Regions from separate parts of the Mus musculus genome. Here region 2 is linked to region 1. A link is a contact called in public promoter capture Hi-C data. All regions are on one chromosome and are shown on one strand. Each heading gives the region's core, a stretch centred on a gene start, on an enhancer-like site or on the middle of the called end of the contact. The rest is flanking DNA. Distances are from core to core; before and after follow the strand shown.

What was found. Capture Hi-C pulls out chosen DNA fragments and counts their contacts.
Region 2: a promoter capture Hi-C map of adipose tissue shows a contact between it and region 1. The contact joins the promoter of Szrd1 here to the promoter of Ythdf2 in region 1.

Annotation. Positions count from the first base shown.
Region 1 is chr4:132,210,054-132,216,972 of GRCm38.p6, reverse strand. Ythdf2 (YTH N6-methyladenosine RNA binding protein 2) reads left to right here and starts at 4,717. Exons shown (of 5, transcript NM_145393.4): 1 at 4,717-5,073; 2 at 5,517-5,541; 3 at 6,142-6,221. The coding sequence starts at 5,047.
Region 2 is chr4:141,137,220-141,143,812 of GRCm38.p6, reverse strand. Szrd1 (SUZ RNA binding domain containing 1) reads left to right here and starts at 4,017. Exons shown (of 4, transcript NM_001025608.2): 1 at 4,017-4,121. The coding sequence starts at 4,071.

The sequences.
Region 1 (6,919 bases), core at 3,468-5,967:
TTTTTCTGAGTACAATGGTACATACCTTTATTTCCAGCACTCAAGAAACAGAGACTCGTGGATAAGTGAGTTCCAAACCAGCCTTATCTACACAGGGAGTTTTACCAGCCAGGGCTACATAGTGAGATACTTCCTCAAAATAAAATAAGTGAAATAGTAAAATAAAACTTGAGACAAGGTTCCTTGTAGCTCTGGCTCCATGCAACTTGTAATATAGCTGAGGTTGACCTTGCCTCTCCCTAAATCTTGACTCTACCTCCCAAGAGCTCAGATTATGTCCATGTGCCACCACAGGCTGATATGAAGACTCATTGCTTTCTTTAACTTCCTTCTTCTAGATTTCTAACTGAATCCAAGACTTTCTTTCATTAAATGTTTGTTTGAGACTGGGTCCCTCTGTGTTGCTCTGGCTGTCTTAGAACTCAGAGAAATCTCCCTGCCACTGCCTCCTTAAATGCTAAGATTAAAGGCATAGACTACCACACCTGCCTTCTGGGTTTGTTTGTTTGTTTCTTTTCTCAGATAAGCTTTCTCTGTATAACCCTGGCTGTCCTGGAACTTGCTCTGTAGACCAGGCTGGCCTGGAACTCAGCACTGAAGGAAAACAAAATCAGTAGGAAACAAAATCAGATAGAAGCAGCCTATAATCCTAGTTCTTTGGGAACCTGAGGCAGGAGGATCAAAAATTCAAGGTCTAGCTGGGCTACTGAGGAATTCAATGGCTAGGCACAGTATCATTGATTCCAGCATTCCAGAGGCAGAGGCAGGCAGATATCTATTAGTTCAAGGCCATCCTACTCTTCAGAGTGAGTTCCAGGACAGCTATATGTTCCAGGACAATATATGTTTCAAAACCAAACCAAACTAATTAATAAATTAGCTAAAATACATTTAGCAGAGTGTGGTGGTCCCTGGCTTTTAATCTCAGCACTCAGGAGGCAGCAGAGGCAGATGGAGCTCTAGGACCTTGAGGCCAACCTGGTCTAAATAGAGTGATCCTCTCTCGAAAAACAAACAAAAAAGTTTTTCATGTGTTTGAATGTTTTACCTGCATGTATGTAAAGATACTAGAAGCCAGGGCTACATACATGCTGTCTTGTTAGAGAAGGCTTTCCTACCCCCACACCAGATCCCATACACCAGGTCCCCTGGATGTAGAGTTAACAGATGGTTGTAGCCTCTGTATGGTGCTGGCGGTCAAACCTAGGACTCTGCAAGAGCAACAAGTGCTTTGAAAAGCCGGGCTGTCTTTCTACCTCCAACTGAGATTTTTATTTTGTAGAGTTTATCATTTTTAAAGTTTACTTATTTATTCTTTTTGTCTTTTTGCTTTGCTTTCCTAGACAGTTTCTCTACATAGTCCTGACTGTCCTAGGACTCACTATGTAGATCAGGCTGCCCTTGGACTCACAGATTTAAGGATATGGTGATGTGCCACCACACCTGGCAAAATTTACTTTATTTTTAATTGTGTGTGTATGTGTGTATTCCACATGTATGTGGGTGCATATGGAGACCAGAGTTTTTCCAGTCCCTGTAGATTTTAGAGAGACTCTCATGTAGGCAAGATTGCCCTTGAAGGTATCCTGCCTCCTACCTCCACCATGACTGGTTAGACCTCTGTTGTGGCTACAGGTCAGTTTATACTAGATTTGCTGCCATTATTTTTGGCCTAGATTTAGTGTCATGATCTTCTAATCCCTAATCTTTTCCCACAGTGCACTGGGACTTACTATACTTTTAACCTTTTATTGGCAGACCAAAATTTGTAGCAAAAGAACGAGGTCCTTACAGTTTTTCTTGCTTACTTCTCCAGTCTCATGTGGTGCCACCCTCCCTCTTGGCATGAGCCAGCTATGGCAACCTCTTATCAGTCCCTACTGGTGCCTGCCTCTTCCTCATTTACGGTCTTTGCATATCGTGTTCTTGCTAGCTTCCTTCCTTGTCTGGTTAATAACTCATGGTCCTTCAAGTCTGCCTGGGCTACAGCTCACTCCTCAGTGAACACTTCCATGCTCTTCTGAAGAGGTCACCTGCCTCTACTTCCTCATTGCACTTTGCACAGTGATAATTGAGTCACTTTGAATAACTCTTTGCATGCTCTCAATGTCCTTAACGAGTCTATAAACTCCAAGGGAAAGTGAACTGTAAGCCTTTCTCCCTAGCACATTGCTTAGCGCTCTGTAGGTGCTGTTAAGAGGCTCCAGTGGCAGACCCTGGACTAGAACCTCAACTCAGTTCCCATATAATAGTCTCTAAGCCCTAAAATACTATCATCCACTCCAGCCTTCCCTTCCTGCTTCCCAGGGATTACACATATCAGTTTGGTATGTTCTGTTTATTTAGGAGTCTGTGAAACCAATTTGGTAAACGAACCCAGGGTTAGCATTACCCTTCCCCACAAGGATATTTTAGCGTTTAACTGGGAACTCCTGCAGAAAAGGTGATCGCACAGGAGCTAATCAAGGCTCCCTGTAGCTGAAGAAACTGTCAGAAGCACTCCTCCCTCCCCCATCTCTTAAGAAGATCACACGAAAGGAACCCACAGCATACCCACCATTTTCTAATGTTTTCAACTTATTCCTTTCTTCCTTCCTTCCTTCCTTCCTTTCTTTCTTTTTTTTTGGGGGGGGGGGTTCAAGATAGGGTTTCTCTGTATAGCCCTGGCTGTCCTGGCACTCACTTTTAGACCAGGCTGGCCTTGAACTCAGAAATTCACCTGCCTCTGCCTCCCGAGTGCTGGGATTAAAGGCGAGCGCCACCACGCCTGGCTCCTTTCTTTCTTTCTTCTTTTTTTTAACCTTTATTTTTGTGAGAAACTTGTTAGGCAGGTGGTATTATCCTCTGTCTTAAGGGAGGGAATCTGAGACAGGTGTAATAATTTTCCTAGTGTTGTACCTGGACTCGGGAGACCAGTGTTTAGACTCTCTCTCGTTCTCAGGAGATGATGTCTAGTCTAATTCTCTTTTTACAAAATCAAGCTGTCTCTAAATGCAAGCAATTGCTGATACAGTTTATATACAAAGCTGAGCCATGAGGTTGACTGGCTAATTATCTTTCATAAAAAAACCATTACTAGGCTTCTCTCATTCAATTAATGGGCTCTCCACCCTGAGATGTGACATTTTACTAAGAGTTCTTTAACTTTGGTGTCTGATCTTATTCACTTAAGCCATAAATGTGAGTATAAGCAGACAAGAAATGCTTTGCACTTACTTTGAGCGGTTTACAAAGTAAAATCCAAGAGTCTTGGCTTTTTCCTCCTGAATCTGTCAAATCCAAACCTTCTCTATCTAGCAAGCAGATGGCATTAGGTTAACAATAGTGCATTGCTCAGGTGTCTACCATTTGCAATAGCAAAACCTACTACTAAATATCCTTGTCCAGAGTGATTTTTTTTTTGTTTGTTTGTTTGTTTTTTGAGACAGGGTTTCTCTGTGTAGCCCTGGCTGTCCTGGCACTCACTTTGTAGACCGGGCTGGCCTCGAACTCAGAAATCTGCCTGCCTCTGCCTCCCGAGTGCTGGGACTAAAGGCATGCACCACTACGCCCAGCTCGTGATTTTTTTTTTTTTAAATTAAAAATGCCTTTGGTGGTGCATGCCTTTGATAACAGCATTTAGGAGGCAGAGGCAGGCAGAATTCTGAGTTCAAGGCTAGCCTGGTCTACCTAGTGAGTTTGAGGACAGCTAGAGGCACCCTGTCTCAAAACACAAACAAAAAACCCTACAAACAAAAAAAAACCTGCCTTTGCTCATCCTTTGGCTCTCCAGTGAATCTTAGCTCATGAATACAGGATTTCTTTTCTAGCTGTTGAAGAATGATATTATGTTGTTCTTTGTGTCAAAAGCACAGATCTATTTAATAACTTGATAACTTTGGCAGCATGCTTAATCTCCCTTTTCCCAGCTGTAACATTGTTTGATAGGCACTTTGAACTTGTTGAAAGTCTTTAAATTTAATGTGTCAGAAAGCACTTAATGACAAAGCCCTGCACACAGCACATACTGGAATAGCGTTCATTTTCCAGTCCTTAGATCACGAATATTTCCTCTTAGGGTCCAACAGACTTCAAGAAAGTGTGTGTGACACTGTGCATACGGGTGAGGTGTCTTTTTCTTGGGAATAAAGTCCAGAGTTTACTAGATTATTTTGGGGTCACTGACTTCTCTGAAAAAAAGAGAGTGTATATTTTTCTCCCTCAAAAGTCAAAGGGGTAAATGTCTTGTGTGCAGGGCAGTGAGGGCCGGCTTTTTAATATTTAGTGGAAGTACTGCTCCTGGGTGTTTTTTTCAAGTCCCTGAGGAAGGAAGGTGACAATAGTCTTAAGGAAGGGCGCGGGTGTCTTCTGGGCCGACCTCCATGAAGTTTTCCCTGTGAGCTCTTAGGACCTCTCTTCTGGTTCCTTTTCAAATTGGGGGAGAGTTATCAAATGCAGTTATGAGTTAGGGCTCAAGTCCTACACAGAGTAGAAGCCTCTGCCCCATTAAGAAAGGGGCTTCTGCGTGTTTTCTTAAGACAAAACAATTATTCTCTAGGTGTTTGCCAAAAAACTCCAGTGGTGACCCCCGGTGCCACCCAGGGCTCCTAGGCCCAAAGCGGCGGCGGTGGGGGCGGGGAGACCGCGCGCGCACCGCTTCCGCTCCTCCAGCCCAGCAGAGGGCGCCACGGGCGCGGCTCTCCCTTCCCGAGATGCTTCGCGCCGGGCCCTTCCGCGTGGGTCAGCGACTGTGAGAGTCAGCGCTCGCGCCGCGCGCGCCGCCCGCCTCTGCCGCTCGGCCTCCCCCATTCGGGCTGCGAGGGGGCGGGCGCGCGCTCCGGAGCATAGAGACGGGCGTTGAGCTCGGCGGCCTAGAGCGTCGCCGGATCGGAGCCGGAGCCCGAGTCGCGCGCTGTGTCTCTGCTGCGTCCGCCGAGGCGAGGCTCCGAGTGTCAGGGACAAAAGCCGCCGCCGCACCCTCTGCTCCCGTCGTCGGGGCTCATCCGCCGCCGCCGCTGTCCCGACGAGGAGTCCGCCGCCGTCGTTCCCCGTGAGGATCCGAGAGCCATGTCGGCCAGCAGCCTCTTGGAGCAGGTACAGGCCCAGCCCGCATGTCTCGGCCATTGTGTGAGGCGAGACGGGGCCCGACTAGGCCCGGGCCCGCCGCTCCTGGCCGGGCCGCGGCGGGCGCCTCTCGCGGCTCGGGATTCGGGCCTCAGACCGGCCGCGCCCTGAGTCTCCCGCCCGGCCCGCTCTTCCCGCTCCTCCCCGGGCCGGGCCGGCCGCGCCGCGCTCCCTCCCAGTAGCGGCCCGGGCTTCCCTTCCTCGTTTCCTCTCTTTCCCTCGTGTGGCTGCCGGGTGGCCGGGCTGCCGGGGCTGCCCCGCCGGCCTAGCGCTCGTCCCCGCCTCCCCCTCACCACGCGTCCCCCCCAGGCCGGTTCCTTTCTTCCCTGCTCGGGCCCCGCGTTCATTTGTCTTTCCTTTTCCGTTTTCTTCTCGGACGACTTGCTGCTCGGCGACGTCCCCTCCTCTCGCAGAGACCAAAAGGTCAAGGAAACAAAGGTAAGACCCCGCTCCTCCGGGTGGCCGCCGGCCGGGATGGGGAGGGGGGTCCGCCGGGCCGTGGGGGCGGTGGCTCGAGGACGCGCCCCGGGGAAAGGACCTTTCCGAAGCCGCTCGGGTCGCAGGTGCCGCGCGCGGGGCGGTCGCCCCTTTTGGTGTGGCCCTGCAGCTGGCGGGCAGCTTTTTTCGTTAACAACGAGTAATTCATGAGCGGCCGGGGGTGGAATGCATTTTGAGAAGCACCAGGTCCTTAGTTTTCTCGTAGGTCTTAGGAGCCCTTTGTGTTTCCTCCTCGTGGAGCACTTTCTGGAAGTCACTCACATGTGAAGGAAGCGGGGAGAGAAAGCCGGAGGGAATTGAAATTCGAAGGAGCCAATACACTGACCTTTTAAAAAGATCAGCTCGCTCTGGGGTGGAGACTCTTTTTCACTGTCCGGCTCTTGCTTCAGCCCTGGCGCTCATCGTTATTCCCCGGAGTTTCAAACCAAGTGACTCTTGGAACTAGCATGGTTTCTTCCTGGTGTGAATGTAAACTGATGGATGGGTTTGGAAGGGAGCTCTTCGGACCAGGGCATTGCTAATTTAACTTTTCCCCTCTAGTACAAAATGGTTCTGTGCATCAAAAGGATGGACTAAATGATGATGATTTCGAACCTTACTTGAGCCCACAGGCAAGGCCGGTGAGTAGTAAATTGTTCTATATTATCTGAGGGGACAGTGTACTGTTAGACTTTCTCTGCCCTGTCTCACTTTTGTGTTTGGGTGTGTTTGGGTGTGTGTGTGTGTGTGTGTGTGGCTGACTCCTAATACAACTTACTAATTTGTTATATAAAACATTAAAGATATAAGCTGTGTGGTCAACAAAGCATGTGCTCTGAGACTGCATTACTGATAACGCGAGTTGTATAAGAGCTGTTATGCTGGCATGAGTAATTGCCCCTTGTTTGCCAGGAAAGGATTAGTGCACAGCTTAAGAATATTGGCCAGAGTTTAGCCTGAGCTCTAAAGAAAACAAAACCTTGTCTTTTAGGGAAATTGGGATGATAATGTAGTGAGGAAATTCTAGTGAATGATCACCTGAACCTCACCTATACAAAACTTACTTCTCTTTTGTCTCCAGTGAGGCTCTTTGTGTATTAAAACTATTTCAAAGTGAGACAGTGGGGCGCTAGATGGTGATTTTTGGTTGTTTAGTATCTGTAGAGAACAACTTTGTGCATAGCTCTTTTGGCTAATGTGTTTGTTAAAGGAGGCTAAAACACTGTTGAACACAGTTGACATTCAGACCAAGAATGATTGCGGTTGCAGGTAGGGCCAGGTAGAGGGCTTATGCATCAGTGTGTCCTTCTAGTGTAGTTCCCATTGCCACCAAGAAAAG
Region 2 (6,593 bases), core at 2,768-5,267, 8.9 Mb before region 1:
GGTTTTAGTTATTTAGCTTAGGTAATATATGCACATAGTGCAGCATTCAAAGGCACAACAGGAAGTATAATAAAACGGAAATTGGAGTTGAGGACATGTTTCAGTGGTACAGAGTCTGCCTAGAATCCTCAAATCTGCACACATGTTTAATCCCAACACTCAGGAGTCAGAGGCACGTGGCATCTCTGTGAGTTGAGGCCAGCCTGGTCTTTAGAGTGAGTTCTAGGACAGCCAGGGCTACAAAGAGAAACCCAATATCAAAAAAAGAAAAAAGAAAAAAAAAAGGAAGGAAAGAGACGAAAAGAAAGGAAAACAAACCAGGTGGCTGGAGAAAAAGCAGCATTGGTTGTTCTTCCAGAGGTCCTGAGTTCAATTCGCAACCATCTGTAATATAATCTGACGCAGGTGTATATGCAGATAGAGCACTCACATACATAAAGTAAGTAAATATTTTTCTAAAAATTAACCTACTAGCCCCTCAGATATTTTTGGTCACACCAAATCAACTTCTGTTAACCCCCCTGACATCTTTTCAGAGATTTACAGGTGAGAAGAGATGGGGAAATGTATACATTTTAAATGACTCAGTATCAGCATTTTTGTTTTGTTTGTTGAAACAGGGTATGTGTCGCCCTGGCTGTCCTGGAACTCACTATGTAGACCAAGCTGGCCTCAAACTCACAAATATCAGCCTTCCTCTGCCTCCTGAGTGCTGGGATTAAAGGCATGCACCAGCTCTACCTGGCATCTTTTCTTTTGCTTAAAGAGAAAGAAAAAGTAAGAGAAAACTACACACAGCCTAGCATTTAAGGTTTTTGTTCGTTTGTTTAGTTTTGTTTTGTATGTGTGTGTATAGATGGCTTCATGTGCCCACTGCTCAACTTTTGACTGCCTACGTGTCCTTGTGCCAAGGACAGTCTGACTACGGTCTTTGTGCTTGCATTCCTACCACACCTGGTTTGAAAGTGACTTCCTAACATAAAAGCCAAGCATGAACCATGGCTAACGACATTTCGCCAGAAACAGAAGCACAAGTTTTAGGGTCTCTGCCAATATGTGAATCATGCCATGATCTCAGCTCTTGGGGTTTCCCCTTGGAAAACAAAACTGCCCTGCAGTCTTAGCAGTGAAGTTTTTCTGTCCCATGCTCTCCTCTTGTAGAGAAGGAAACCGTCCAAGCGAAGAAAGGACTTGCCCCGGGTCTCAAGGGATTGCTGGCTTCTTGGTTGCCCACTTAAGTGGAACAGAAGTTATTATTTTTGCAGCATCGTCAAATTATCCTCAAGATTTATGTCCTCCTGAATCTCTTGGAAAAAGTCACAGCTAAAAGATCGTCCTGCCTTTAGGGGTGTCTACCACAGAGGAATTATAAGAAACTGTCTCCCTCTGCTGGCCGCACTCTGTAACTACAAGGCTGAAAACATGCCCATTCCTCGGAAATGTTGGCCATTATAGTTGGTGTAAGAGAGTTTCATTGACATCACTGTTTCCAAGACACAAGAGAATTTGCTTCAAAAAATGTATTCATTGGCTACCTGGTAAAGCACTTGCTGTGTAGGCATGAATACTGGGGTTCGGATCACCAGCTCCACATAGATGACAGTTGAGGGCATGTCTGGAACCCTCGAACAGGCCTGAGTGTTAGGAGAGAGGCATCCCCAATTAGCTGAATTGTCTAGGCCAGGGTCCAAGTAAGACACTCTGCCTCAATATATGGAGAGTGATCAAAAAAGACACCTGTCATGCAATCTCTGGCTTACACACACACACACACACACACACACACACACACACACACACACACACACTTAAAAATGAATTCACAGAAGACTCACAAATACAGTAACCAGAGATGGGCAATATGACATCCTTTGTTCTTGAAGATAGGGAAATAGTCCAATTCTTTGAGTTTCAAACAGGCTTTTTACTGCTTGTGAGATATCTGTCAACAAGAAGCCTGATTACATGAACTGGAATCCCAACTGACCACGGCAGCACACACATTCAATCTCAGTGCTCAGCACACAGAGACAGGTGGATCCCTGTCAGCTGGAGTCAGGCTAGCCCAGTCTACAGAGTGAATTATAGCACAGCCTGGGATACATAGTGAAACCCTCCAGGGGCCAGGTGGTGGGGGTGGGGCTGGGGCTGGCATCTTGAAAGGCTTCAGTATGCAGGCAGAGGTGTAGAGCAGGAGGTTCTAGGTAAGAGCCCCGTGACAACGGACCTGGCAATGATCCAGAATGCTGGGAAATCTCGGAGGAGGAGAAAAAAGCTGGTAACATTTTACCAAGATGGTTGCAATTATGATCACTAAGAATACAAACTGCAAAATGTCACAACAGGAAACTCTTACTTTATTAAGATTAATGGGACCCTAAAAATATGAGGGAAAACCACATTCCAAGTCAGTTAACTTGATTATAGCACCCACATTGCTGCCTTACTCAACAGCATGTTTTTGATAGAGCTAACTATAAGGGACATGTCCCAGAAATGTTGTCTGTGTTTGGGGAAAGGATTAGAGGTGAGACAGACAGGCAAGCCACCCCCACCAGCTGCCCCCCACCCTTCAGCAGTCATACCCATTAGACAGGGTTTCTTTGTGTAGCCCTGGCTGCCCTGGAACTCACTCTGTAGACCAGGCGACTCAGAAATCCACCTGCCTCTGCCTCCCAAGTGCTGGGATTAAACGCGTCCCGGCGACCCCCTTAGAATTTTTAAGGGAAGTCAGATACCGGTTGTGACTCTTCAGTATAATAAGGTGTGTGTGGGAGGAGGGTGGTGGTTGTTGTCTTGTTTCCTTTTGGTTTAATTTTTGAGACAGGGGCTGTCCTAGAACTCATTCTGTAAACTCACAGAGATTCCCCTGCCTCTGCCTCCTGAGTGCTGGATTAAAGGCGAGGGCCAGCACTGCTCAGGCAGTGCCTGCTTCCTAATGCCATGCTTCTCACCATCTTCAGCTGTCTGAGTCTTTTCTTCCTGCTGCCTTAATTCTTTTCTTTCTTTTTTTTAAAGATGTTTTAATTTATTTATCTGTAAGTATACTGATACTGTAGCTGTCTTCAGACACTCCAGATCTCATTACAGATGGTTGGGAGCCATGTGGTTGCTGGGATTTGAACTCAGGACCTCTGTAAGAGCAGGCTGTGCGCTTAACTGCTGAGCCATATCTCCAGCCCAGAGATGCTTTTTTCTTTTTTCCTCTCGAGACAGGGTTTCTCTGTGTAGCCCTGGCTGTCCTGGAACTCACTTTGTAGACCGGGCTGGCCTCCAACTCAGAAATCCGCCTGCCTCTGCCTCCTGAGTGCTGGGATTAAAGGCGTGCGCCACCACGTCCGGCCAAAGATGCTTTTTAATCCTTTCTTTAAGTATAGAAATGTCTCAAGAATGTTGTAAAACAGGGCTGGTGAGATGGCTCAGTGGGTAAGAGCACCCGACTGCTCTTCCAGACTGCTCTTCCAAAGGCCTGGAGTTCAAATCCCAGCAACCACATGGTGGCTCACAACCATCCTAACGAGATCTGATTCCCTCTTCTGGAGTGTCTGAAGACAGCTACAGTGTACTTACATATAAATAAATAAATCTTAGAAAAAAAAAAAAGTATGACTGGTTACCGGGTGTGGTGGCGCACACCTTAAAAAAAAAAAAAAATGCTGTAAAACAAACATGTGACCTGTAGCTTAGAAAAACTTAGACTCACTTTTTTTCTTTTGAGATTCAATTTTTGAAAAAAAAATTAATTTTCAATCATTGCCTGCCCTTAAGAAACGATGGTTCCAAAGCACACAGTTCCCGAACTGGAGCAGGTAACGTCACTTGAACTCTCTCATTCAGTAAACCAGCGAGCGTATTGACCTCATGAAAGATGGAGGCCGATCTGACTTCCCTGCCCTCTTCCAAGATGGCAGACCAGGCGAGTGGAGGACCTGGCCGGGCGCCTCTTCCGGGCTGGGGGAGGGGGCGTGGTCCATTGAGGAAAGCCCTGCGTGCCTCCGCCCGCGACTCAGGCGCGCTTCAAGGCGCAGGCGCGGGGAGGGGTTGGGGGAGGAGGGAAAGCGGCGAGTAAGATGGAAGATGAGGAGGTCGCTGAGAGCTGGGAGGAGGCGGCAGACAGCGGGGTAAGGAGGAGCTGCCGCCCCGCGGTAGGGCTGGGCGGACCTGGCGTGAGGGAAGCCTCCGGGGAGTGGGTCTGGGGAGAGTTTTCCCCAAGGAAGGGTCTCCCACGCCGGGCCGGAGGTGGAAGAGAGGCCCCCGGTCCCGGATCGCCGTGAAGGCCTCTTAAAGGGGCCGCGTTCCATTTCTCTCTCCACCTTTGCCGGGTGCCTCTCCGCCCAGCGGTGTGCGCTTCGCTCTGGGCGCCCCACCTTCTACCCCGGGGCAACTCTCTCTGGTCCCCCGCGCCCTAGGGACCATTTTAAAGTTCTTGAGCTCCGTCTGGTGAGGGAGGGGCTCGGGTGGAGTGCCTGGCTCGGAGGAAGAGCGGGAGGAGGCCCCGAGACAGCGGGGAGCAAGCGACCATGTGTCCTCTGGGACCACTGGGCTCTGGGCCGAAATCCCCCGCCGCTGTGCGCCTTCCGCCGCGGTGAGCGAGCCTGGTTTTTTCTCTTCCTTTCCCTTTTCCTCTTTCAGTTTTAGTCCGAGTTTTCCGGGGATCTCAGCAGAGCTCCCCTAAACTCTGCAAAGCATCTGCTCTTCCCCGGGACCCACCCTAAGATCTGCGCAGTGGGAAGGATCTCGGACTACGTTCTTCTGAGTGGAGGGAAGGGAAAGGAAGAAGGGTGTGATTTGTAAGATAGCCTCATGCCTGCGAGAAGGGGAGATTACCGATCGGTATGATGCGAGTGAGAGTTTTTGCTTGCCCCCAAAAGTTACAGGAAAAGGAAAAATTATCCCAAGTAGGAACTCCTCTATTAGATTCGTGATTCTCGTGGTAATTTCAGAGTTTGAGGTTCGAAGCTAACCCTCGTGGAGACGGAAATGTCTCTTTGGTGACCATGTGTCCGCGCCTGGGCTGGGCCGGGCTGGGCCGGGCCGGGCCGGGCCGGGCTGGGCTGGGCTGGGCTGGGCTCCGCTCCGGTGACATTCACCTCAAAAGTTTATGTGTGGGGAGTCACATATACTAGGATAGAGGAGGAGTTGGGTCTGTCTTCCCCTAGCGCTTCTAACCAGCACAGCAGTGGTGTATCTTCACAGGAATGTTGAAACTTGGCCTCGAAGTTTTTTCCGCTAGTTCAGCATTTCTCGAAAGATTGGTGATGCTTTTCGACTTAGCATTAACGAGCCTTGGAAGGCCTGCTTGGTTCAGCGATTATTTAATAGAGGTTTAAGGTACATTCCCCTTGAATCAAGAAAGTGTGTGTTTGTTTGGTTTTGGTGTTTTTGAGACAAGATCTCTATATAGCCCTGGCTTTTCTGGAATTCACCAGGTAGACCAGGCTGGCCTCAAAATCACAGAGGTCTCCCTGCCTCTGCCTTCAGAGTGCTAGGATTAAAGGCGTGCGCCACCACACTCAACAAATAAGATTTTTATAGAGACTAACAGGTGTCGCTTAGGTATTTATTCACTCCACCTATATTTTTTGAGTGTGTGCTGCCTGTTAGGAAGTGTGTGCAGGGGCTGGTGAGATGGCTCAGCGGTTAAGAGCACTGACTGCTCTTCCAAAGGTCCTGAGTTCAAATCCCAGCAACCACATGGTGGCTCACAACCATCCGTAACGAAATCTGATGCCCTCTTCTGGAGTGTCTGAAGACAGCTACAGTGTATTTACATATAATAAATAAATAAATATTAAAAAAAAAAAGGAAGTGTGTGCAATAGTGACTTCTGCCAGAAAATGCACAATTTCCGGTAGAGGCATTTATGGCCTGCCACTAGGAGGAGTGTCTCCCAAATGCCCCTCATGTCACCTGTATTTAAAAAAAAAATAGGAAAGGAAAAAAAAACTGTTTTTTTTTTCTTCTTCTGATTTTATTTATTTATTTAGAAAAGAATGGGTTTCCAAACCCTGGTTTTTACAGCTTTCATGTAACCCTGGCTGTCCTGGAATTAGCTCTGTTGACCAGCTAGTCTGGAAACCACAGAGCACTGCCTGCTTGTGTGTTGGGATTGGAAGCAGGCGCCACTACTCCCAGAGAAAGTGAGGATGTGTATTCTCTGCTCGTGGACTCGTGGATGTGTGGGTGCCCGGGGATGCTAGAAGCCGTAGGATCCTCTGTAGCTGGGTTACAGACCTCTGTGAGCCATTGATGGGAGTGCCGGGACGGAAACTCCAGCCTTCTGTAAGAGCAGTGGGCACTTCTTTACCCCTCAGCCATCCCTCCAGACTCCAGACACTGCCCTACATTTTTAATATGTTTGCTTTAATGTGTTTGGTTTTTGGTTTTGGTTTTTTTTTTGGTTTTGATTTTTTTTTTTTTTTTTTTTGAGACAGAGACTCATAGTTACTGTCCATTCATTGTGAAGAGACACCGTCTGACCAAGGCAGTGCCTGTAGAGTCTCAAAAACTGGAGAGCAAGCATTCAAACTTAAGAGTCTATGGGAGTTGTTCTCATTGAAACCACCACATAAGGTCTCCCTGTGTAGCTCTGA